Regions from separate parts of the Mus musculus genome. Here regions 1, 2, 4, 5 and 6 are each linked to region 3. The links are chromatin contacts, called in public ChIA-PET, HiChIP or PLAC-seq and promoter capture Hi-C maps. All regions are on one chromosome and are shown on one strand. The core of a region is the stretch at or near the end of the contact, and the rest is flanking DNA. Distances in the headings are between cores, read along the strand shown. Region 1 holds the start of Grap2 (GRB2-related adaptor protein 2). Region 2 holds the start of Adsl (adenylosuccinate lyase). Region 3 overlaps Tnrc6b (trinucleotide repeat containing 6b). Region 4 overlaps Tnrc6b (trinucleotide repeat containing 6b). Region 5 holds the start of Sgsm3 (small G protein signaling modulator 3). Region 6 overlaps Tnrc6b (trinucleotide repeat containing 6b).

What was found. ChIA-PET counts read pairs in DNA pulled down with a chosen protein or histone mark. HiChIP or PLAC-seq counts read pairs in DNA pulled down with a chosen protein or histone mark. Capture Hi-C pulls out chosen DNA fragments and counts their contacts.
Region 1: a Foxp3 HiChIP or PLAC-seq map of regulatory T cells shows a contact between it and region 3, with 6 times the contacts expected there. The contact joins the promoter of Grap2 here to the enhancer-like site in region 3. A contact is called at or near these places in 1 of 39 promoter capture datasets (macrophages), 1 of 484 Hi-C or Micro-C datasets (stem cell-derived cardiac mesoderm) and 3 of 115 datasets of contacts at active chromatin or transcription factors (CD8 T cells, pancreatic cancer cells and regulatory T cells).
Region 2: a contact with region 3 is called in an RNA polymerase II ChIA-PET map of effector CD8 T cells, with 29 read pairs. The contact joins the promoter of Adsl here to the enhancer-like site in region 3. A contact is called at or near these places in 8 of 39 promoter capture datasets (the C10 cell line, the HPC-7 cell line, hematopoietic stem and progenitor cells and 4 more), 1 of 15 datasets of contacts at CTCF or cohesin (pro-B cells), 13 of 484 Hi-C or Micro-C datasets (B cells, the Ba/F3 cell line, CD4 T cells and 6 more), 14 of 115 datasets of contacts at active chromatin or transcription factors (the 230-238 cell line, CD8 T cells, the HPC-7 cell line and 10 more) and 2 of 9 other capture datasets (adipose tissue and macrophages).
Region 4: a promoter capture Hi-C map of adipose tissue shows a contact between it and region 3. The contact joins two enhancer-like sites. A contact is called at or near these places in 2 of 39 promoter capture datasets (pre-B cells and stem cell-derived epiblast-like cells), 2 of 484 Hi-C or Micro-C datasets (bone marrow-derived macrophages and nephron progenitors), 5 of 115 datasets of contacts at active chromatin or transcription factors (the 230-238 cell line, embryonic stem cells, memory CD8 T cells and 2 more) and 3 of 9 other capture datasets (adipose tissue, liver and pancreatic islet).
Region 5: an HNF4G HiChIP or PLAC-seq map of pancreatic cancer cells shows a contact between it and region 3. The contact joins the promoter of Sgsm3 here to the enhancer-like site in region 3. A contact is called at or near these places in 2 of 39 promoter capture datasets (macrophages and neutrophils), 4 of 115 datasets of contacts at active chromatin or transcription factors (effector CD8 T cells, embryonic stem cells, pancreatic cancer cells and 1 more) and 2 of 9 other capture datasets (adipose tissue and embryonic stem cells).
Region 6: an RNA polymerase II ChIA-PET map of effector CD8 T cells shows a contact between it and region 3, with 47 read pairs. The contact joins two enhancer-like sites. A contact is called at or near these places in 5 of 39 promoter capture datasets (the 3T3-L1 cell line, 3T3-L1-derived adipocytes, hippocampal neurons and 1 more), 4 of 484 Hi-C or Micro-C datasets (the Ba/F3 cell line, CD4 T cells, bone marrow-derived macrophages and 1 more), 8 of 115 datasets of contacts at active chromatin or transcription factors (CD8 T cells, double positive thymocytes, effector CD8 T cells and 4 more) and 3 of 9 other capture datasets (adipose tissue, liver and pancreatic islet).

The regions. Positions count from the first base shown.
Region 1 is chr15:80,571,340-80,575,646 of GRCm38.p6, reverse strand. Grap2 (GRB2-related adaptor protein 2) reads right to left here and starts at 3,050. Exons shown (of 8, transcript NM_001289442.1): 1 at 2,906-3,050.
Region 2 is chr15:80,946,439-80,950,650 of GRCm38.p6, reverse strand. It overlaps Adsl (adenylosuccinate lyase), which reads right to left and starts at 2,161. Exons shown (of 13, transcript NM_009634.6): 1 at 1,951-2,161. The coding sequence starts at 2,103.
Region 3 is chr15:80,740,411-80,744,617 of GRCm38.p6, reverse strand. All of the region lies in intron 1 of Tnrc6b (trinucleotide repeat containing 6b), which reads right to left. Among named protein-coding and RNA genes, the nearest start is that of Tnrc6b, 31 kb to the right of the region's middle. Within about 2 kb of position 1,552, at least 108 of the 459 cell types and tissues checked have an H3K27ac peak or open chromatin away from gene starts, as enhancers often do. A contact at or near this core is called in B cells, CD8 T cells, the G1E-ER4 cell line and 12 more, where this site is marked.
Region 4 is chr15:80,913,885-80,917,783 of GRCm38.p6, reverse strand. It overlaps Tnrc6b (trinucleotide repeat containing 6b), which reads right to left. Exons shown (of 25, transcript NM_144812.3): 19 at 924-1,100. Among named protein-coding and RNA genes, the nearest start is that of Mir5113, 24 kb to the left of the region's middle. Within about 2 kb of position 1,738, at least 33 of the 459 cell types and tissues checked have an H3K27ac peak or open chromatin away from gene starts, as enhancers often do. A contact at or near this core is called in adipose tissue, where this site is marked.
Region 5 is chr15:80,975,870-80,980,151 of GRCm38.p6, reverse strand. It overlaps Sgsm3 (small G protein signaling modulator 3), which reads right to left and starts at 2,387. Exons shown (of 22, transcript NM_134091.2): 1 at 2,287-2,387.
Region 6 is chr15:80,895,409-80,899,255 of GRCm38.p6, reverse strand. The region is part of intron 14 of Tnrc6b (trinucleotide repeat containing 6b); the gene reads right to left. Among named protein-coding and RNA genes, the nearest start is that of Mir5113, 43 kb to the left of the region's middle. Within about 2 kb of position 2,210, at least 73 of the 459 cell types and tissues checked have an H3K27ac peak or open chromatin away from gene starts, as enhancers often do. A contact at or near this core is called in CD8 T cells, double positive thymocytes, effector CD8 T cells and 3 more, where this site is marked.

The sequences.
Region 1 (4,307 bases), core at 1,801-4,300, 170 kb after region 3:
TAAGAGAATGTTCTTGTTCTTGGGTGTGAACTGAATTATTCAGGAGCAAACTGTCATTCATCTGCAACTTACAAGAAATTCAGAAAGCAATACAGCAGAGAGAGCTGTGTGATGAAGGTTATGTTTGTAAACCGAGTGGGCACATTTAGCATTTCAACTTTCTATTAAATGTGTACACTTTTTTTTTTTTTGATAGTCTTGCTTGTGTAGCTGGCTGGCTGGCCTGGTGGCCTTGAAATTGTACCAGTCCTGGCTTCTGCCTCCCAAGAGCTGGGATTGCAGGCATGTGCCACCATGCCTTGCTTAAATCTATCTGTACATAAATTCACTTTCTTCATGAAATGATTAACATCTTTGAAGAGCAAAGAAGGTTTCTATCATTGTGTATGTCGCTCTCGTTGTATTAAACTCTCTAAAACTTTGGACTATGCTTGTATACGTAGAAAGAAAACTACTTTAAAACATTACTTACTGGATTCTTATTGGCTCAAGTCTACTGAAACCCACTGTGAACGTTGTTAGAGACCTTGGCACCCTTGGGCAAGTGCGGCACAAAGCAATTGCTCAATAAATGTGAGTGACGTGTTCATTGAATGAAGCTGTGATTTCCTGAAAATTCTCCCAACAGTATAAAAATATGATAATGAAGAAAAAAGGACAGAGACACACGAAATGGAGGCGCCCCTTTGTATAGGGAGATGCGCGGCGCGAAGGCTCCAGTTGTACACCATGAGCTCACCTCCTCTACTCTTTGATTCAAATAACTACACGGTGACTACTCTTGGACTTTTAAAAGTATTTGCTTACTATGACTTTATATTATTTATTATTTACGTGTGCGTCGTATGCTACAGTGTGGAGGCTGAGTCAGAGAACGAAGAGCAGGGCTCTTTTCTTTTCTCCCCACCATGTGAGTCCCAGGGACTGAACTCACAGAGTTGGATTTGCTGGCGAGCATCTCTGCTCATTGAGCTACCTGGCTGCCCCACTTTGACCTTGCTTCACAGGAGCTTGCAGGTGCTGTCTCTTGGACTCACCCAGCAGCAACTGTTGCTCAGTTAAGAAACGCTGATGGAATCACACTTAATGACATATTTGTGAACAATTATAGACTTTTCTAGAGCCAGGAAAAGGGGCACATATTTTTTTTTTTTTTTTTTGTTCAAGTTCAGGCCTGAGCTCTTTAAGCTGCCAACAGCAGCAGGTGTTATTCTTTGGGAATCAACAGACACATGGAAATCACTGGCAGCTCTTCCAGAAGGCAATGGTTCCAAAAGAGCAGGCTCTGGGCAGCAGGAGAGATGCGTTTTGTACAAGAGACGAGAAGGAAAATGATTAAGATTTAGAGAAATAATAATGGACCCATCATGCGTTTTCACAGCGCCTTTCCCTAAGGTACATGGTATTTATGTTAACTCTTTTATTCTTATGGTGTCCCTCTGGGGTAGGTATAAAACAATGAAGGCCTGAGACGTGGAAGCTATTGTTAGAAGCAAAGGCATTTCTTTATATTGAATTGATCGATCACCTCCTTCCCCTCAGCTTCAGTAAAGCCATTTTTAAAAGATGAAAGCTATTACAATTTAGGGAGAATAAGATTACAGTTTACTATGTGGGAGACTCTCTGGGGTTGAGTTTAATAGGGTAGTTTTCTTCAGTGATGTGGGGCTGCCTCCTTTTACAGAAAACCAGAACACAAACACAAAAAAATTCTTAAAAAGGGAATAAGTTAGAAGTTTTTTAAAAACTTGGCATCGAAATATACTACTTGCAGGAGGATCTCTGTGAGTTCGAGGCCAGCCTATGCTACACAGACAGGGCAGACAGGGCTACACAGAGAAACCCTGCCTTGGTGGGGGGGTGGGGGGGGGGAGAGGGAGACACTACTTAATAGTGGCTGCTTCTTTCAAGAGGGCCTCTCTAAAATTATACTATGAATATCAAGCTTTGTAGGCCATGTTGATTCACTAAAAGAGACCAGGTTAAACTAAACGTTCTTTCTGAAATCAAAAATGAAGAAGAAAAAAAAAGGGACCCTATAACAAATTAGCAGTTTATAATAAATGGACCCATATGCAAGGCTCTTCCACTGAAGTTTCTCACCCTCCAACAATGTGTGCTCATCACTGCCTTATCCCTGCGGTGGTTTGGAGACCAAGTAGCCCCCCTTAGTCTATCTCTGGATGAGTACTTCTAATGATATACAAAGTGTTCCATATGCCTTATTAACAAGGCTGCACTTGAGGTTAAGTGGATGCAGTCATGGTTAAGTCAGTGAAAACCTGGTCTTTGCATTCCTTTCTCAGGTTCTGAAACAGATGGGGACAAGAGCAGAAACCAGAGATGGTCTTTAAAGATGCCACACAACTATTAATAAAGAGACAAAGATAGACAACACCCTCTCCTCATGTCTTCCCACGGGAAGTTTTCTCTTATTAAAGGAACTCAGACCAGTGTTCTTCGTAAAGAGAGCAAATGCCGCCAGAACTAGCAGTTTGGAGTTGGTGAAAAAATTGAGCAAGTCCTCAGAGTCTGGGCTCAATTCCCTACCACCTGCCACTCCCCGACTTCACTATTGAAGGGGGATTTTTTTTTCCCCCTCTGGGACCTCAACATCCAAGGTCTTTCCCAGAGATCGCTCTGAAGCCAGTTAGTAGAACTGCCGTTTTTTCCCCCATGGGCCCAGTAAAGACCAAGTTTTCTCTAGTTCGTTTGACAGAAGTTGAATCCAATCCCTACTAACGTAAGCCAACTAGATAAGAAGCCTAGGCTGATGGCTGAAGTATTGCCAGCAAAGTTCAGAAAACCAGTAGGACTAGCTTTCATTAGATTTGGCTTACAGAGAACAGAATCTTAAAAGCGCTCAAGGTTTCCAGAGGGCGTGCACCCACGACGCATGACTTACCTTTGGGACGCGAAGAGGTTGAGTTGAGCGTGTATCTCGGCTTTGACAACGAGTTATTAGAATTGCCTTTTGCCAGTGGGAAGATGCATTCAAATGTCAAGTTTACCGCGCCGCCTCAGCCTACAGGTCTGCCTTGTGCTGGTTTCTGAGCACCACACTGAAGCAGGTCGCAAGCCCCAGATCCATCAATACAGCTTCCTCCTCCCTGCCCCTTGCCCTCCTCCAAGCTCCCCCCCAGCCAGTCTGCAGGCAAACCACACAGGAACTAGCAGACACCCTGCTGCGCAGAGCTGGGCGTGAGCCTCAGATTATGTGGTTTTGTTTTCTAGCTGCTAGAGTTGAACCAAAACGCAGGAGGTTCACCGAAACATGCCTGCTCCTATTCGTTTCAGTTTTAACAAAACCCGCCTGCCCCCAACGCTCACATACACATACGAAAACTTCTGAAAACACGCCTGCCCCCAACGCTCACATTCACACAAGAAAACTTCTGAGTTTGGATATGATCCGGTAACAAGCTGCTGCTGGCCTCAAGGAAAAAGCCTGTTTTCACATCATTCCATCCGGAGAAATGCAAAGGCCACTGGGAAAAAGTTAAAGTCTTCCCTGGTCAATCATGATGTTAAAATCTCAGAGAAACCGCTTGCTAAGTGTAGCCAACCCATTTACATAACTCTTAGCTTGTGATACAAATCTTGACCCAAGAGAGAAGGAAGAAAACAGTGGGAGGCTCTCTAAGCCAGGAGTTCTGTTAGTGACACAGACACACGACACAGACACACACTATGGGGGTTAACTAGCCGATAAGCCAGGGGTTCTAAGTCCAGGCTTGCTATGGTCAAGAGTGCAGATCTTTCCTTGGACCCGTGGGACTTCACGTTCTCTTGAGCAAGCTGGACCCAAGGCTCTCTGACAATTTAAGAATCATCATCTCCCTCAACTTCCCCAGTTCTCACCTCCATATTTCTAACTCTCCCTGCCCCCACACCACCTGCAGCCCGTTGAAGTCTCTCTTCCTTTCTCTTTGTTCTTGTATCTCTTGCACAAAAAGGAGACGCATTTCAACTGGCTAAGCAAGGCCTTTAGAGTTTGGAGGCTGGATCCAAGGAGAAGAGGGACATTTCGGGATACCTCCGGCATGAATCTCTGCATAGTTTTTTCCCCATTTGATTCAATTTGAAGTTCTAAGAGTATAACTTAGACTTCATTCCTGACTTCTGAGGCGGTATCTCATTGCTTCTTTAAATGATAAACTTTACTAAAAAGTTATTTTATTTTAGTTTTTGGTTTGCAAGATAGAGTTTCCCGGAACTTGCTCTGTAGACCAGGCTGGCCTCAAACTCAGAGATGTACCTGCACTACCTCTGAGTGCTGAGATTAAAGGAGTGTACTACCACCACTG
Region 2 (4,212 bases), core at 912-3,411, 210 kb before region 3:
TCTTGTTTCTCTAGCCTGGTTTTGTTTAGCACATACATCATTGTATGACATTGTTCCACATTTAATAAACCCATTCAACTCTGGAAGGGACACTGTTAAGAGAAGAGAACTCTGTTCTCTTTATTACTTAGTCCTTAGCTATGGCACGCACGTGTACAAAGTATGTTGGCTTTGCACCCACTCTGATGTACTTACAGTGACCAAAAGTAACAGACCCTTAAAGCTAGGCTTAGTGCTACAGGCCACAACCCCCAGCACTTGGGAAGGAGAAGCAGAAAGATCCTGACTTCAAATCGAACACTGTCTTCAAAAGGAAACTTAGCAGCCAGAGAGCTGGCTCAGCTGCTGTAAGCAGTTGCAAGGGAAGCCTGGAAAACGGAGCTCCACTCTCGGAACTCCTGCAGAGGCGGAAGGAGAGAACCTCTTCCACAGAGCTGTCAGCCAGCTGTGAGCCCCCACCACGCACACACCCATACAAATACACACTTCCCATACCGGAATCTTAAGTATTACTCCTAATCTGTCGTTCCTTTTTTTTTAATATCATGTGTGCCAGAGAAGGCATCAGATCCCCTGGAACTGAAGTTGCAGATGGCTGTGTGCGGCGGCCCCATGGCTGCTGGGAAAGGAAGAGGTCTCTGGAAGAGCAGCCAATGCTCTGACCCACTGAAGTGTCTCTTCAGCTCCTCATCACTTCCCCAACTTCACCAGTCATGCGTGGGGTTTGTGTGTGTGTGTGTGTGTGTATGTGTGTGTGTGTGTGTGTGTTTGAGCCAAGGTCTCAGTGTGCTGTTCTGGCTGGCCTGGAACACGCTATATAGATGAGGTAGGAGGTAGGCCTCAAACTCACAGAAACTCACCTGCCCCTGCTTCCCAAATGCTGGGGGTGGGGTGGGGGTGTTAACACATGTGCTGGGGAGATGGTTCAGCAAATAAGAGTCCTCATTGCTCCTGCAGAGACCTGACTCTGGTTCCCAGCACTCACGTGGCTGCTCAAAAGCACCTGTAACCCCAGTTCCACAGCATCATCTGACCTCCAGTGGCGCCTGCACTCACACAAGCCCATATCCACATGCAGCCACAGAACTACACAGAAAAATAATCCTTTCATGCTAAGTATCACATCTGCCTCTCGCTACTAAGTTGGTGCTCTAACAGATGATCCATATTCACAGCTGTGTATGCGTCAAGCAATTTGTAGACCAGATAAACCTTACACTTCAGTTTCAGCTTGAGGGCACTTACAAGCTAAGGAGACACTGGCAACGGTAGTAGAGACAGAGAAAGGCAGAGAGAGAGAGAGAGAGAGAGAGAGAGAGAGGAAGAAGAAGAGGAGGAGGAGGAAGAAAAAGAAGGAGGAGGGAGGAGGAAGGGAGGGAGGGAGGAGGGACGAGAGGACAAGAAGGCAAGAACACAAGAAACAATTTTGAAGGCACCAAATAAGCTTTCCCAAAGGCAGAAAGCAACCAACAGGCCGACCTAGCTGTGATGCCCATGAACTACAACAACCAGCCCGGCATAACAATCCTAAGGGTGCATTTCGTGGTGGTTATGCCCTCCTCGTGCTCATGCGAAAAATGACCATCAAGTTTGCAACGTACTTTTTAAAAGAATAATCTACTTGTTTTCTGTGTGTGTGTGTGTGTGTGTGTGCATGTGTGAGCGCACAGAAGTCGAAGGACAACTAATAGAAGTCAGGTTTCGCCTTTCTCACCATGCTGAACCCGGCTCAAACTCATGTCGGATAGCTTGGCGGGAAGCGCCTTTCCCCCTGAGCCTGCAAAGGTATAAGTAGCATTCCACTTGAAATGCGCTGTGGGAGGACGCAAACACACATAGCCTTGCCCAAACCGAAGTCCTCCAAAGGATGTGCAGGGCTCTGGGACTGTTGCCGAGGCAACAGGTGCTCGGGCCGTGACCTCCCTCGGGACAAGAGGCCCGGCCAGTTACCTGTTCGGCCTCCGCCAGCCACAGCCACAGCTGCCGCCACGTCTGGAACTTGTACCTGTCGCTGAACAAGAAACACATCTCGCGGCTGGCGTAGCGGGCCGCCAGCGGAGAACGGTAACTTTCAGCACTGCCAGGGTCGCCGGATGCAGCCATTTTCAACACGCGACCAGGACGCGGCGGACACCAGCAGCAGGGCCAAAAGCGGAAGGGTGGCGTGCGTGGGGCGGGACTTCCTCCCAAGGCCCCGCCCCGTGTGTAACGCCGGCCTGGAAGGCGAAGATGGTTCAAGTTTGGCTCGTCGCCCCTGAGGGTCAACGCTTTTCTCTTGGTTTCTACGAATCTCTGCCCCACGCTGTGCCTCCTCAGTTTTTCCATCTGAGGAAGGCACATTAAGACCCGCGTTTAACCCAGAAAGGAAAGTTGCAGAGGCATTCGGAGGGACGCCAGGAAGGCGCCCTAGTGGACACTTGGAGTACTGCAGTCCCGCTGGAGACAGGCTCAGCTGGAGACCGAAACTCTTAAACCGCGGTGCTGGTTCCGATCTCCGGAAAGCAGCCTGTCAGAATTATTCCACGCGTGGTGGCTCGAGAACAAAAAATTCAAAGTTTTTGTATCAGAATAAAGCTGAAAATAGCATACATTAAAAAAAAATAGCCGGGCGTGGTGGCGCACGCCTTTAATCCCAGCACTCGGGAGGCAGAGGCAGGCAGATTTCTGAGTTCGAGGCCAGCCTGGTCTACAAAGTGAGTTCCAGGACAGCCAGGGCTATACAGAGAAACCCTGTCTCAAAAAAAACAAAAATAAAAAAATAAATAATAATAATAATTTGAGGTCAGCCAGGTCTCCAGAGCGAGTTCCAGAACAGCCAGAGAAAACCTGTCTACAAACAAACAAACAAACAAACAAACACAAAACAGAAAACAAAAAGCCTCGTCCAGCAACATAAAGAGACCCACACGAGGCATGGTACATTAGATCTGAACACTGCTCCCTCTTCCCCACACAACCGCTCCTTAGTGTCTCCTCTTCCTGAGCTTAAGACTTAGCTGTTGCCAGAATAGTTTGTACATCAGATAAACCTACCAGACACCTGCGCCCAAGGTCCTCGATTGGATTGGAGGCTGTGGGCCGATGTATGCTGAAAAGAACGTGTTCCTGGAACTTTGTACTCTGGACTGATTCGGGGGTATAGTTGCTTGGATATGCTGTAGCAGCTCACTGTTCTCTTCCACAGAGATCCTTGCAGAGCCAATCCTTCCCAGGCTCCAGGCTCCAGGCTCCAGGCTCCAGGCTCCAGGCTCCAGGCTCCAGGCTCCAGGCTCCAGGCTCCAGGCTCCAGGCTCCAGGCTCCAGGCTCCAGGCTCCGTAGTGCTCTCTCCCGACTCTGCTTCACTTGGCCTCTGGTTACTTTTCCTCATTAAACCGTAGCTTCAGCTGTTAGCTTTCTACTTGGTCCTGTTTCCTTTTCTGACTTTATTTTTGCGAGACAGAGTGATACACTGTAGCCTTAACTGGCCTGGGACTCACTATGTAGAGATCTGTCTGTCTTTGACTCCTGAGTGCTCAGATTAAAGGCATGGGTCACCAGCCCAGGTGGTTTTGTGGTGGTTGTTGTTTGGTTTTTGTTTTTTAATGCATGGACTTCTGCTAAATATCATCAGCTACCTTAGTTCTGGTTACTGTGGAGGCCCCTGCTTTTTGGCTTGTCTCCTCACTAACCACTCCCAGCAACTCCATGGATGTCGGTCCAGTCCCTTTGGCAAGTTATTTAATCTCTTGGCAGTTAGAATTCTTGCCTGAAAACTATGGCTGATGCCCCCAGGGGCACAGTGAGGTAAGAAGACAAGCAAAGCCAAGTAGTGGCAGCACGTGCCTTTAGTCCCAGCAATCGGGTAGCAAAGGCAGTCATCTGATCTCTGTGAGTTCGAGGCCAGCCTGGTCTACAGAGCGAGTTCCAGGCAGCCAAAGCTACACAGAGAAACCCTGTCTTGAGAAGAAAATGCTGGATCTCTGACTGGGACGAAGGGCCCAACCAGTATCCTCTTCTGCTTGCCTAGTATCCCATTGTAACTTCTGTCTCCTCCTCCTCTTTCCTGTCTGCTCCCATCTCTTGTTTTTTTTTTTTTTTTTTTTTTTTTGAGACAGGGTTTCTTCCTGGCTGGCCTGGAACTCAGAGATCAGCCTGCCTCTGCCTCCTGAGTGCTGGGATTAAAGGTGTGAGCCACCACCTGGCTTCCAGTGCGCATCTTATATCATTTTCAT
Region 3 (4,207 bases), core at 303-2,802:
AGAGAATATGGCAAGCTGAAAGGCATATATATTCAACAAATGACACTTACTTTTCTAGTATCACCTCTGATGTGACAGGGTTTTAATTTTCAAACTTAACTATTCAGTGTGATTCATTTTAATTCTCAGTTTAAAAATTCAAGCAGCACAGAAAAAAAGCCCTTGATCACTCAGTCTCTTCCCTCACGACCCTCCTTAGTTCTCCCTGCTGTCACCAGCATTTCTCTAGTATCATCTTGGAATGCAGACTGTTAAGGAATATACTATACTCCAACATTGTACAAGCAACAAACAAAAAACAGCCAAATAAAACCACCAAAACAACAGCAAAAGGCAACAGCACACATTTCTGTAACTACATATTTGCTTGGTTTATTTTCTGAGATAGGGTTTCGCATGACTCAGTCTGGCCTGCTCTCCATCAGGGACCTTCAGTTTCTGATCCTCTTGCTTCTAACCTCCCAGTTGCTGGGGACTGAACCCAGGACTTCATTTTTGTTTTTGTTTTCCGAAACAAGAGTTTTTCTGTGTAGCCCTGGCTGTCCTGGAAGTTTTTTTCTTTTAATTTGAGTGAGGGTGTCACTATATAATCTAGGCTGGCCTTGAATTTGTGGTCTTCCTGCCTCAACTTCCTAACGCAGCTTGCATTTGTAGTTCCAATGTCCCTATCTTTTGTTCACAAATGTAACTACCACCTCTGTGCTGACGATCCCCAAAGCCAGTGCTGAGCGTTCTTACCAGCCAGAATCAGATGCATTGCTGCCTACGCCAACAGCCTTTGCTACCTCCTGTGCCACCGGTGCCTAAGACTCAGTGCAACTACAACTCAAACATCCTGTCCCCAACAGGTGTTTCCCCTCTACCTCATCCGAAACAACATCACCCCCTCAGATCAGAAATCTGACATCATCAGCTCCTTCCTAGCACCAAAGCCTATCAATTCTAATCAGTGTGTTCTTCTTACATATGTCTGCTGCCACCGACTTTGACTTCATCCATTTTAACTAGTTTCACTAGTTTTTAGAATTTGGTTTTCTTAGCCTCAATACCCACTACCTTTAACATAAGAATGATATTTAGAAAGTACAAACTCTTGAGTAAGAAAATATAATCTCTACTCCATGCTATACCTGGCCTAGTACCTGCTGAGTTCTCCTGTTTTATCTTACAAAGCTACACTGTATTCAATTTCCCTAGAGCACCCACAGTGGTTTCATGTGCCTTTGTGCAAGCTATTTCCTCTTAGAAGTACCCACAGGCCAAACTTCTCAACTTGAAGACAGACGCAGGTTAGGCAATCTTTTCTGTGAAATCCCTGACACCATCTTACCTCACAGGCAATCTCAATGTGTCCTCCTTCTGAGCTAGTAAACTGTACATGCACTCCTCCCCAGGCTTCCTTCTGTGTGGACTACTGCTTATAAGCTCTCTGAGGTCTGGCATGTGTTACACTTTCAATAAGAATGTCCCCATAGGCTCATAGATCTGAATGCTTAGTCATCAGGGAGTGGCATTGCTTGAGAAAGATTAGAAGGTGTGGCCTTGTAGATGTGTCACCTGGAGACAGGCGGGCTTTGAAGTTTCAAAGGTCGCAGTCAGGTCCATGCCTCTAGATCAGGATGTAGGTAGACCTCTCAGTTACTTTTCCAGCACCACGTCTGCCTGTGTGCCACCATGCTCCTTGACATGATGACAATGGGACAAACTTCTGAATCTGTAAGCAAGCCCCACCTAAATGCTTTATTTTGTCAGCCTTGGTTGTGGTTGGTGTCTCTTCACAGCAATAGGACAGTAACTAAGAGAGTCTGCATCAGAGGGATCACTTAATACTTCATTAGTATTATTAAATACAGAGTCTGCCCAAGAGACATTCTCAATAAATCCTTATGTGATCGACACACATTTTTAAGGAAAAATAAACTCAACTCAATACAATATTCTGACTTAACTCATGTAAGGATTCTACTCACACATCTCTTTAAAAACAAACAAACAAAAAACAAAAAAAACAAAAAAAACCCCTATAGTATATCAGGGCAGCATGCTATCCCCATGGAACTTACAGTAGTAGAGGGCACCTTGGGACTGGTACAGAAGAAGCCTAGAACCTGCTATGTAAAACAAGCTGTTCTAGACCCACAAAGATCCACCTGCCTCTGCCTCCCACACCTGGCTATAAAACTCTGGCTTTAAAACCTCAGTTTTACTCTACTATCTGGGAAAATCCGGAAAGACTGCTTGGTGTAGGGGACAGTCTCAAGCAGGAATGATGAGAAAAACAGGTATCCCACCTTGGGCTACTAAGCCTGTTTGTTCAATTGTATGTGTTCTAGGCTACCTCCAGGACAGTTGGTCAATTCTTAAGCAAAGGGCTTGAGAAAACAGGACTGCCTTCTGACAACCTAAACACAAGCAACTGTGCTCACCCTCATCATTAATTCTGTTTATTTGAGTTCCTTGAGGCAAGGTTTGCTGCATGCACCAGGCTGACCTTCAAAGTCACATCATTCTCTTGTCATTTGCTTTCCAATGCTGAGATTACAGCAAGAGCCACATCATACAAGGCTCTGTGTGTGCACTTTGTTCAGGATATGTAAGCAATCTACCAGCTGGGCTACATCCTGTTCCCTTGGTTTTGTTTTTTGTTTTTTGAGAGGCAGGTCTCACATAGCCCATATTGGCCTCTAACTCATTGTGATCCTCCTGTCTCAGACTCTGGAGTACCTGGATTATGGGTATATGCCACCGTGCCCAATTGTTGGCAAGTTGTTAAATGTACACTGCCTCTGAGATAAACCAGTGAACTGGACATTGATATGGATGATAACGAGGCAAATAACCATGAAAAAAAATCTCACCAAATACACAGCCTGCCACTCACATCACACAGAAGTTCACAGAACGTACAGAAAGTGGAGGGGCAACCTATGACACCGTCAGAAAGAAAAACTGATTCCAACTGAAAATGATAGAATTTAAAACGTAGTTCTCAAACCTATTCATCGGAGGATCTCACTTCATTCCAAAAATTAGAGGACTCCAAAGTGATTTTATGTTATTAAAATTACCAAGACATATCATACCAAACATTTAAAAGTATGAATTATTATAAATTTATTAGTTTATTAAAAGATACCAACAACAAGGCCATGTGTGTGGTCTACACCTTTGATTCCAGCACTCACGAGTAAAGCAGGCAGATCTCTGAATTACAGGCCAGCCTGTTCTACACAGTGAGTTCTTGTCCAGCCAGGGCTACATAGTGAGATTCTTTTCTCAAAAAAGGAGGTAAGAGAAGAGAAGAGAGGGGAGGGGAGGGGAGGGAAGGGGAGAAGGGAGGAGGGGAGGGGAGAGACAGGGGAGAGGGGGAGAGGGGGGAGAGAGGTGAGGAGAGAGAGGAGAGGAGAGAGAAGGGAAAGAGGGGGAGGGGGAGAGGGGGAAGAGGGGGAGATGGGGAGAGGGGAGAGAGAGGGGAAAGGGGGGAGAGGAGAGAGAGGGGGGAGGGGAGAGGGGGGAGAGGAAAGGAGGAGAAGAGAAGAGAAGAGAAGAGAAGAGAAGAGAAGAGAAGAGAAGAGAAGAGAAGAGAGAAGGAAGGGTATCAACAATAAATCATTACATTTTCAAAATTGAAATTATCATCTTTCAAGGAATTACTAATATGAGAAAGGACCAGTGCCTTATATTTAAGCAAGGTTCTTTAAAGCTTGGCTTAAGATACAGCAGCTATCCTGGGCGTGGTGGCACATGCCTTTAATCCCAGCACTCGGGAGGCAGAGGCAGGAGGATTTCTGAGTTTGAGGCCAGCCTGGTCTACAAAGTGAGTTCTAGAACAGCCAGGGCTATACAGAGAAACCCTGTCTCAAAAAAAAAAAAAAAAAAAAAAAAAAAAAAAAAAAAACCAAAAAGATACAGCATACACACACACACACACACACACACACACACATACACACATACATACATATACTAACGTGTGCTTTTTTTTCTTGGTCTTGGGCAGCAGAGAATGTCCTGGATTCTCTAGAAAATTCTATTGTGCCCTAAGGAAAGAATGTCTTAAGGCATACTGCATCCCAGTAGAAAAATGATTTAGTTGTGCCTGGAGGACCCCTTGAAAGACTCTGATGTTCAGTGTACTGACTACTTTTATGCCAACTTAATACAGGTTAAAGATATTTGGGAAGAAGGAATGTCAAATGAGAAAATG
Region 4 (3,899 bases), core at 489-2,988, 170 kb before region 3:
AAAATTTACCATGAACAAACACTCTTGTCAGTAGCCTGTCTATTAGCATACTGTCTGTTCATTTACTTGTATGTGTGCACTGGATCATACATTGCTCCATACATGATATTAGAGGAAGCCAGGTTGTAAGGAAAAGTAGGTATGGCCTAAGGAAGCAAGGCCATAATAAAATGAAATATAATAAGTGACCATTATTTCTCAGTCTGTCTGGGGATAGTTGGGAATAATTTAACTGCTCGTGAGAAAACCTAGACTATATATGAAGGCTTATCCTGTGTTTACTGATTGGTTGAAGCTATATTTAAAGCTACATGTAATATTAACCTCTAATTGTGTTGAGAAGATTGTATTATATGTATAATTGTATTATATGAACAAGAGGCATTATTTCATTTCACTCTAATAAAATGTAGTTATATACATTTATGTCAGAATTATATGTGAAGAGAAGGATAATTACTGACTTTTATTAAATTTTCTATAATGAAAACAGAATACAGAGACAGAGGGAGGGGACAGAGGAAGGAGAGAGCAAGGAAGGGAGAACGAGAGAGAGATGAATCTTACCAAACTCATCACTGTACCTGGGGAGATAGATAAACGACAGATCTGACTAATGAGCGTGTCAATCAATTCAATGCCACTTTAAAAGAGCTAATCTTCCAAGGAACTCTACATACAGGATAAATGCCAAAGCCTAGCTACAAGGCCACCTCCTTTCTCCTTAACTCCCATTTCTTGAAGAACTTTACTTTTCTCGTGGCACACGTTTCAAGGTTCAGGCCTTACCTTTATCAGACAATAACTACTAAATGCAGAAAAGAAAGCATGGGCCTTCCTCAGTACAGTGAGCTGTACAAGAGGTGTGTTCAGAGCCTGAATGTCATTGAACTATTCTAGGAAAGGCAGTTTATGAACAATACCTGGAGGCCAACTGGCATTGCTGGATTTACTTCCGATTTTATTAGTCGGTGGAGATTTGGCAGGTAACCAGCTATCACCAGCAGGACCCGTATGGCCACCCAGTGTGTCACCTGGGATTATATCAAACTGGTTGTATGGTGAACCTCCTCGGGTCTTACCAGGGGCCACTATAGCGCCTGAGAAAAGAAAGAAATAATTGACTAAGAGAGAGCGCCAGGGGTAGAGAGTTGGCTCAGAAGTTCAGACCACTGGCTGTTTTTCAGAGGGCCCAGGTTTGATTCCAACACCTACATGGCAGCTTCCAGCTGTCTGAAACACCAGTTCCAGGGGGTCTGATGCCCTCTTATGACCTGTGTTGGGAATAGGCATGCACATGTGCACAGACATACAAGCAAACTAAAAACCACCCACCCACACAGGAATAAAGAACTTTGGGCAACCATTAATAAAAGCACGGCCGTGATGACTCGGCTCACCTCTCTGAGCTTCTCCATTTCTCACCTAAGCCCACACGAGTGTTCTCATTCTAGAAAAGCCCTTTCAATCTGAAATTCTATAGTCCTATAAAACCAGTGAAACATATACAAAAGTACAAAGCACAGTATCTAAGAGATTTCTAAGCTAATTATTCAAAAGTAAAAAATGAGAAGAACTGAACAAATTTAGAGTCTTGGACAGTTTTAAGTGATCTTTCTATTGATGCTTCTTAACCCAGCTCTTAAAGGCTGGTTGAGCTTGGGTTATCTGGAATTGGCAGTGTGCAGAGTCCACTGGAGAGAAAGCCATCTACAACTGCTTTAAATTCCAAGGCAATGAAGTGGAATTCCTGCACAAGGTCTTTGCCAGCACGCCAGCAATGAACTGCATTTCTGAGCCCAGGGCCTCACATACAGAAAAGAGAAAATCCTCTGTCACTGTGTTCCCAAGGGTATTCCTGTGGCTTTGTTAGTAGCTCCTTGAAGCATTTTCATGGAGGAAAAGTTGAAAGCTTAACGTTCATTAAGTAAAAAATAGCCATAATTTTTTTACTTTAATTTGAGCATAGTCTTAGAGTGGTGAATCATGAGCACATAGAATGATTTTCAGGATAATAAAATGCTTATATAAATACTGAGTAAGCAATCTGTTTGGTTTAGACTAAGGGAATATTATTAGTGTCTCCATCCTCTAAGAGGACATTTGCTTTTCTGTGGACAGTGTGGCTCACACCCTGAGGTACAGCACAGTGAGGTAGTGCAGAATGAAATGCTCAATTATCTTGGGGATTGACTGCCAAGGAAATGGGAAAACATGATCTACATTTTCTGATAAGGAAAGAGGATACTGTACTGAGGTATCTTTTAGCATGCCATTTTATTTATATTTATTATCCAGACCTGGCAAATCACTAGCCTGAGGAAGTTATTAAAGTGCCCAGAGCTATGGATGACCCAAGACTAGGGTTACTCAGTCCATAAAACAGCCTTTATAATTTCAGTAAATTATTCTTGATTTTGATCATGCTTAATGGGACAGGCAGAGAGCTCTGGGTGGCTTCTTTCCCAGTCTCTGCATGGGGGTTATTAAAGAAGTTTTATAATGGGCTTATTAAAGAGGGTTTATAACAGAAACCTGAATGAGCTGGCTGGGTTAAGACTGCTGAGGCTCTGCAGCAGGAACACCAGACACTTATCTATATTGATTCTCATGGAGACAACTCTGAATCCAAATGAAATATTGACAAATGAAACAAGCATTGCATTGAAGGCTGGAAGAAGGTCTAGACTTCTTATCTGTTTTCTAGGGAAATGAAGAAGCTCTGAAAGGAAATGATGGACAGGCAAGGCTAATCCAGTATGACTCAGATGCTGTCTGGAGGGACACTAACTCACAGAGAACAAGGGGCTCTGAACAAAGTTTAAACCTTAAGAATTCTCATCTATGCCGGGCATGGTGGCACATGCCTTTAATCCCAGCACTTGGGAGGCAGAGGCAGGCAGATTTCTGAGTTCGAGGCCATCCTGGTCTACAGAGTGAGTTCCAGGACAGCCAGGGCTATACAGAGAAACCCTGTCTCGAAAAAACAAAAACAAAAAACAAACAAAAAAAGAATTCTCATCTACTAGCAATCTTTTGAAGCTTAGGGAATCTTTCTTCTTTTTCTGAGACAGGGTTTCACTACATCTTCCAATACAACCTTGAACTAAGTATAGCTTATGCTGGTTTTTAACTTGCATGTACAACAATACCCAGGTCAGGGCAGGAGTTTTCAAAAATCTGATACTGATCTCTGAGCTCCCAAAAAGCACAGAGCCAAGAATTTGAGATTAGCACGGACCACAAATTCTCAGCTAACCAAACCAACCAACACCTCAGCAAGAGGATTCTGTTCTCTCTCTCTCTTTTTTTTTGTTTTTTGTTTTTTTGAGACAGGGTTTCTCTGTGTAGCCCTGGCTGTCCTGGAACTCACTTTGTAGACCAGGCTGGCCTCGAACTCAGAAATCAGCCTGCCTCTGCCTCCCATGTTCTCTTAAGACACTTAAATAGGGCTTTAATCTTATGGGTGCACAATAACTATTCTCAATCCCATGGGAAGTGGGACGTTATGCCAGCCTTAATTAGAACCCTTTAAATGCCTTGAAAGATGAATTAAGCCAAACCTTCCTCTGATAGGTGATCATAAGACTTAGGGAAAATAACCAAGAGACTCATTACCAAAAGCTAAAGATTTGTGCTTAAAAAATAAATAAATAAAAATTCACAAAAGGGAGGGCTATAGAGATGGCTCAGTACTTAAGAGCACTGGCTGCTCTTCTATAGAACATAGGTTTGCTTCCCAGCACCCACATGGTGCTTAACTGCAGTTCCCAGCAGTCCAACACCCTCTCTCGGTCTCTGAGGGTATTGCATGCATGTGGTGCACAGACATACACAAAATATGCATACACATAAGAGTTAAAAAAATCATAAAAGAAGGCATGGTAGTATACACTGTT
Region 5 (4,282 bases), core at 1,138-3,637, 230 kb before region 3:
CCTCTAAACCTTATTTACACATATGTAAAACAAAATTAACCTACAGTTGACTGCCATGGTTACAGTGTTTATTAGGGAAAAGAGATTCAACAATATTACTGCAAATAGAAGCCACACTCCTGTGTCTAACTTCTCCCACCTAGCTGTCCTGTACGGATTTCCTGTCCGAGTTTGTGTTATATGCAATGACAAACAGGATCTTTATTTCTTCTGTGTACCACCCTTTGTGCTAGTCCCACTTCCTTATGACAGTCTGAGCCCATGAATGGCTGCTATGGAAAATTACTGCTGTTACCCGCTGAATAACAGGCAGAGTCTGGAGAACACGCTGATGAATCTTATGTTAAGTCACCAAATCTACAAGGTTTTGGGCTTCTGCCATATCTTCATTGAGAACAAAGAAGAAATAAGGAGAAAACACAAACAGAGAACATTTTGTCTGACTCTGAGCCAGCAGGATGCTCTTGCAGTCCCTCCAGGCACAGGAAGACAGCCCTGCAACAGCAGAGTTCTCCTCAGTCTCTTTCTCAGAACTTCCCTCACTTCCATGACATGCTACCCCAGTTCATCCGTCTGTCAATGTGACAAGTTCCCAAATTCACAAAGAAAGAGGGTGAACACATTTTTATGTGGTGGCAACTACTTGCTCACAACCTTCTTCTTGCTAGGAACTAAACAAAAGGTTTACTTTTGTCAACCAGCACTGTACCCAAGCCACATCCAGGACTCCCCACAGTCTTATTAAATTAATGTTGATCCAGGGGTCATATACACCAGCCAAAACACCTCCCCTCTACCATAGACCACACATATCTGTGGTTAAAAAGGACAGGGAGTTGGATGTGTTGACACATGCTTTAATCCCAACATCTACGAGTCAGAGAAACAGAAAGATCACTGAAGACCAGCCTAGTCTACACAGAAAGCTTCGGGCTAGCCAGGGACAAACAACACCAGCAACAATCAGGGGTGGAGCCATAGCTCTACGGTTAAGAATGAATACTGCTCTAGCAGAGAAGTCAAATTTGGTTCTCAGAACCCATAACAATCTCACCGCTGTTCTAACTCCTGGGGATCTAAAGCCATCTTCTGACCTTTGCAGGTCATGCACTCATGAACACACACACATTTAAAAAAATTAAATTTTAAAAGTTTAAAACCAATCAACCAATCAACCAAAAAACCAAGATGAGATAATGATGAAGAAGCTACATTAAGGATTTGGGGACAGCTCAGTAGTGGAGGGAGGCCCTGGGTTCCATATGGAATAATCAACAACAACAGTAGCAGCAGCAGCAGCACACACATAGGTCACGGGGAACAGAGTATGGGAAACTGATCATTAATGCTTGGAGTCAGAAGAAAGCTGGAGGCTAACAGAGGGCTTAAGGGGGAAAAGAACCAGGAACTGTGCGTGCCTGAAAACTCAGTCACCAGCACAGTCAGAAAAGCTACAAAGAAAAAAAGATGAAACTGAAAAGTAGTCCGGTTGAAGATGTGAATTTGGAGGCTTGAGAGCGCACACCTTCAGTTCGGCACTTGGAAAGCAGAAGCAGGCAGAGCTCGGAGTCTGAGGCCAGCCTGGGCTACAAACATGAATTTACCTAGAAAGATTTCTTTTAAGGAACCGGATAGACAGACAGACAGACAGACAGACAGATAATACCCACTCCCCTGTCATCTCTAAAAACTCACCACCAACACCAACAAAAACCTAAACAAAAACAAAAACAAACCCACCATAGCCCATCATAAATTTCCTATGCATCATGAGACGGGAAGACACGGCACAATCTGTCACTGACAAGGAAACTTTAAAGCATCTGTATTTCCTATTACTGCCCTATGAAAGCAGTCGGGACCCACACCTAAATCTCAGGGTAATTTCAGGACCTCTAACCGGAAGCACACGAGGCGACCCCTGCCTACACGTCCGCCTCAGTTTCCCCGCTGCTAACACTCGGCCTAGGCACTGAACCCGAGTCTTCCAGGGGAACAGCTAAGTCGGCTCTGAGGGAGAGTTGCCACCTGCCGAGACGCCCGCCGCTGCGTCAGGCGCAGTTCCTCCGGGTCGCCGGGAGCCGCCGGAGGGGGTGGGTCTGTCACTGTCACGCGCGTCCCGGGTCGCCGTGGGAGCAGCCACGCCGCGGCGGCTCGCCGCCCCCGCCTGAGGCGGCGCCTTCCCCGCCGCCTTCCCCTCAGCCCGTACCCCGCGGCCTCCACTCAAGAGGCAGGTGAGCGTCCCCCTCGCCGGCCCGGAGACTCGGAGACTCGCGCACCGCTCACCTGTCTCGCGGCCACCTCAGCACCTCGGCAGGTCAGGCTAGCAGCTGCCTCCTAGTCGGCGCGCACTGCTGCCCTTCTGCGCACGCGCGGGCCGCAGAGCCGGTGGCCGTGGGGCATGCTGGGGGCTGTAGTTTCGCGGGAAGACTGGCCCATCCCAGGTTCCAGGCGTCCTTTAGAGGTAGGTACCCCAGGCACCCGGTCTGTGATGCAAGCAACTCGTGGTTGTTTGGGAGCAGTCAGGATGGAGTCAGTGCACAAGTCCAGAAACTGGTCTTCTCTTTCAGGCTCACAGAGCTGGCTTCTAGACCAGATTAATCTAGTTTTCCATCAGTCACAGGCCCTGGGGAAAGCAGTAATTGATTGAGGTCATGACTAAGAAGGAAGCGGTGTGTGGAACCTGAGCACCTGCTTTTGAGTCACTCGTAACATTTTGCGCATCCATAAAAACCCGGAACTTACGGTTTCCGTGAGAACTCAATGTGTATGGAAAACGTTTAAACACAGCACCAAAGAACAATCCAGAAAGATGGCAGCTGACACTGTCACTGCTGGCAAGGAATCTAATCTGAACCCGCCCCCCCCCCCTCCCTCATTTCAGAAAGGCTATCAACAGCATTAAAGGGACATCTCAGCCAAATCTGAAAAGACACTGACTGCGACCAACACCGGTTTGAAGTGTTGGTTCGTACTTGTGCCCAGGTCAATGAAGCAAACTCTACAAACCGCAAGGTGGACTCAGTCATGACCTGGCCGTACAATAAACAGCTTACAAAGCACATTAGCAGGTTTTTCACATCACCCAAGCACAGGAATGGGCTGAATGCAGAATGAATGTTATTCTCATTTGTTTCAAAAATTCCTTCCCTGAGAGACTTAAATATTTACCAGATCCTTATAAGGTGCCAATGACGAATCGAAGTACGATCTCAGCAAAGTTCAACCTGGAGAGCCAATGAATCTGTTAGGCTTACTTACAGAGCATAGATGATAGATTGCATACAGGAGCATGGGTAACATGCAGCCATACTGCCGTCTTCACCCGAAATGGAATATGGCTTCCCCACAGCTCAGGAGGACATGGAGCCCCTGAAGCATATATGACCCGGCGCATCCAGAGATTTTTGAGGTCATGTGCAATTAGGGTAGAACTGCCTCCAATGGCTGTGAGGAGCAGCTGTAATCTCAAGTCTGGGGTGGGAAGGGGCAGACAGTTGCCCTCTTCAGTCCCTCCTTCTATGAGGGAACGCCAACAGTCAAAAAAGCCCCACGGTGGTGACTGCTAGCAAACAGGCACGGCTGACTTTCTGACGGAAGTGTTTAGAGAAGGACCCGGATGGAAATAACAGGAGCTAGGAAGTGGTAACATGGAATCTGTGTTGATTACCTAAGTAGTCTGTTTGTCTTTTCAGTCACAGCACCCTTTTAATTTGTGTGACTCATCCCCAGCACACACATTAAAAATTGAAAGATGCATGTGTTTTATTGTATGTGTATTAGTGCTTTGCCCACATGAGTATACATGTACCATGGTGCCTGGCGCTTGAGGAGGCTAGAACTGGAGTTACAGATGGTCCTGAGTCACCACGTGGAAGCTGGGATTGAACTCAGGTCCTCTGTTAAAGCAACAAGTGCTCTTAATCACTAAATCACTGAGCCAACTCTAGCCCCTCAGTTTTTGCGTGTGGTTTTTGTTTTTTTGATTTTTGTTTGTTTTTGTTGTTGTTGTTGTTTGTTTGTTTGTTTGTTTGTTTGTTTTCGAGACAGGGTTTCTCTGTGTAGCCCTGGCTGTCCTGGAACTCACTTTGTAGACCAGGCTGGTCTCGAACTCAGAAATCCACCTGCCTCTGCCTCCCAAGTGCTGGGATTAATGGTGTGTGCCACCACTGCCCGGCTCAGTTTTCATGTTTTAACATGGTCTCTTCACATACCTTTTGCTGACCTGGAGTTCCCTGTGTAAAGCAGGGTGGCCTCAAACTCCCAGAGATTGTTTGCCTTT
Region 6 (3,847 bases), core at 961-3,460, 150 kb before region 3:
AACCTTTAACTTTCTTTAGCATCTTGGTCAAAGTCAAATTGGCTAGTTTCCTTTCAGTTTTTGTTTTGTTTTGTTTGAGACAGGACTTCTCTGTGTAGTGCCCCCCACCCCCACCCCCCGTCAGTTGTCCTGTAACGTATGTAGACCAGGCTGGAGAGTTGCCTGTCTCTGCCTGACTGCTGGGATTAAAGGCGTGTGCTAAAGACCATGCCTGGGAGTTCTGCATTAATTTCAAGTCACCACCTCTGAACATCCTCAAGAATGCATGACTATCTATCTCCTCTTTGACACGCTCTAATCTAGAACTGTCTGGTCAAGTTCAAACTTGCTATATATTTGGCCCATCATCTCATTTTTTTTATTATCTCAGCCACATCCAGTTACCCAATCAATTCTAAGGTGAGACTGGTTGCTTCCACTCCATCTAAGAGATACGAATGGTGCTGAGTGTTACCAATCAACTTAAAAACTTGTTTGACCTCTCTGAGCTTCTGAATTCACAGCACAGTATGAGCATATCACGATCACGGGATTTGGCTCCCATCCCAGTCTTAAGACAGGTATGTGGAATATACCTTCTACACTTTCCTATATAGTTCATATATTACTACATATAGTATATAGCTTCTTCCTTTTTGTCCCCTTGAGAGAGGGCTTCTCTGTGTAGCCCTGGCTGTCCTGGAACTTGCTCTGTAGACCAGGCTGGCTTAGAACTCAGAGATCTGTTTGCCTCCTGAGTGCTGGGATTAAAGCCCTGGCTTTGTGAATTGTTTCATATATACTGTATAATTTCATTGTCTGAAATAAAAAAAGGCAAAATTAACCACACATATTTAAAGATGTCTGGATATAGAAAAGGACACCAACACAAGGCAGCATTCTTTTTTTTTTTTTTTTTTTTTGGTTTTTCGAGACAGGGTTTCTCTGTGTAGCCCTGGCTGTTCTGGAACTGACTCTGTAGACCAGGCTGGCTTCGAACTCAGAAATCTGCCTGCCTCTGCCTCCCAAGTGCTGGGATTAAAGGCGTGCGCCACCTGGCAGGCATTCTTATATTTACACTGCACCAGTGCACATGCCCCTTAAGCTGACAGTTTTAGACTCTAAGTCAATACCCAGGAGGTCTTTCTATTTACCCTTGCTTCTTCAGGCTGCAGATACAGCGGCTCCTTACAAGAATTACAAAAGGAGTAACGCCCCTATGCTCCTGGCAAATGGCTGCTCAAACCTAGGATGCAAAGTAATTAAAGTGCAGGTTTGCATATTCCTATTATGGAGAGTTAATTATGCAGGCTTAAAAGCCCTCAGTCTCCAGCTGGGCTGGAGAAAGTGAGTATCTTGAAGCAATCAATATGGCTTTTAACAAAGCAATGCAGGTGGAAAATGGCAGAAATTTAAAGGGATGACAAAAGCCACCAGAATCTTACTTTCTGAATCCTCCAGTGAGTGGAGGGAAAGCAACAGTAGAAACAAAGGCTTTAACAACTCTTCCTTCCTTTTTTTTTCCTGGCTGTGTTGGAAAAAGAACCTAGGGTCTCAAACATGACTTTTCTATCATTGAATGACATTCCTAGCCTTGTAATAAATGTTAAATGTTAAGTTTCAGTGTTTATGCTTTAGAAAAAAATTCTCTAACACTTCACTCTGGACAACTAGGTTTAGAAATAAGGTAGGACCACACGTGGGTCCCCAATAAGGAGGCCAAGGCGGAAGGCTCAGTTTAAGCCAGGATGCATGCCACAGAAACAAAACCTAATATTGATGAAGGTTTTTGTATAAGACTTTCTCTGCAAATTTAGCAAAAAATTAGAAACAATTTAATATCCAATAAAAGGGGAAGAGAGTGTTAAGTAAATCAAGGTAAATGTATTTAATGAAACAAGTTTCTGATAATAATTAACATTGCCAGGTGTGGTGGTATATTCCTTTAATCCCAGCACTGGAGAGACAGAAAAGAAAGAGGATCTAGATGATTTTAAGGCTAGCCTGGGTTATAGTAAGACCCTGTTTCATAATAAAACAAAACCCTACAAACAAAGAATGAGAAACCAGAAGAATGATCAATATGGGCTGGGGCACAGCTCACTTTATGTACCGAGCACACCCCGGGTTCCATCCCAAGAACCAAAGGAGAGGGTGAGAAGACTACTTGGCAACAGAGGAAAACACAGTGTTAACAGTGGTGGGTACAGAGATGAACAGCATGCCTGCACATGCACAACGTCAACGGGATGTGCGCAACACAGCTGTGGTCACCCCTGTGGCTGTGAAACTTGACTCAAGGGGCGGAGGAGGAAGGAAAGACAAGGAAACTTCCGGAGGGTAAGATGGCAAGAGTAGTGGGGAAGCACTGTAAGCTTCAGAGCTTAGCTGGCTAAGGCGCTCTGAAGCACAGAGCCGAGGAAGTAAAGGTCATGCCGCTTGGCAGCCCCAGACAACAGCGGTCTAAATACGACTGGGGTTTTGGGGTCACTTGGTTGGAGAGACATAAGGTATAAGCTGGGTGAGATCACCAAGAACCCTAAAAATGGCAGTAAACACTGCACTGTAGGTGGGTGAGCAAGCCAGGAGAGGATCTGCAGCCAAGGGACATCATGGTGTACTGTATGTTTTACAGCAGAGCTTCACAGATCTTTCTGTCATGCCTAAGCAGACACAAGCTAGGTGCATCTACTTAAATTTAATGATGATGAAATAATAGCTAAATTTCAAGTGTTCCTCTGCTAATAGCTACCAGAGTGGACAATGTGGCTATGAAGAGGACAAGTGTGACTCAGTCTACAGACATCAACACCTGAATGAAGAAGAATGGGGCAGACACAAGAAGGCCCTACACTATGATGGTAGCCTTCTAGGGATTTAGGAACTACATCAGTAGTGATAACAGTCAGAGCCTGGATCAAGATTTTTTTTTTTAAAAAAACGTGTGTGTGTGTGTGTGTGTGTGTGTGTTTGCACATGCAGATGTGTGCCCTTGAGATTCTCAAGGAGCTTATCAAGGTTTCCCAAAGATAACTCCAGTTCTGAAGGGAAAATTTCCTGAACTGAATGTGGCTGTGATGCAGGAGGATCATACTTTAGCTTGTGGGTCTTTGGTGTGAACAACTACAGAATAGGAGCATGTCTAACTGGAATTTTATTATTATTATTATTATATGTGTGTACACTGTAGCTGTCTTCAGACACTCCAGAAGAGGGCATCAGATTTCATTATGGATGGTTGTGAGCCACCATGTGGTTGCTGGGATTTGAACTCCGGACCTTCGGAAGAGCAGTCAGCACTCTTAACCACTGAGCCATCTTGCCAGCCCTTGTTTTGTTTTTAAATCTGAACATATCTAGCAGTATATGACACTGAAAAGAACATGTTGACAGCAGGCACAATTTTGTAACTCTCAATATTAAGGGCACTGAGGCAGATGAGGTCACCTAGTGGTGGCTGTATGCTGTGAAAGGGATGAGAACTGAGCACCAGGACAGTCTGATGATCAGTGCTGAGAGGTGGGAGAAAGGCAGAGAACCACTGTAAGGTGCTCGATCAAGAGCCAAGTGACCTAGGTGTTTCAGAGGGAGGATGGGATGTCAAACAAAGATAGGAGGCAATCTTTCCAAGTGCCACTGCTTTGCTTGTGCCCTTGGGCTAGCCCTGCTCTCTGAAGCTCTGGTCACTCCACCATGTAAACATACTCCATCTTACTTCCAGTGTCATCTCTCAGACTTTTCTGCCATCCCTGAAAAAACTTGCTTAACATTCTATTGTCTACAGTAACCACCACACAAAAACAACCCAGTAAGGTTGGGGTGGAAGGGCAAGATGGAACAGACAGGATGGAGATGGACACATGCAGCT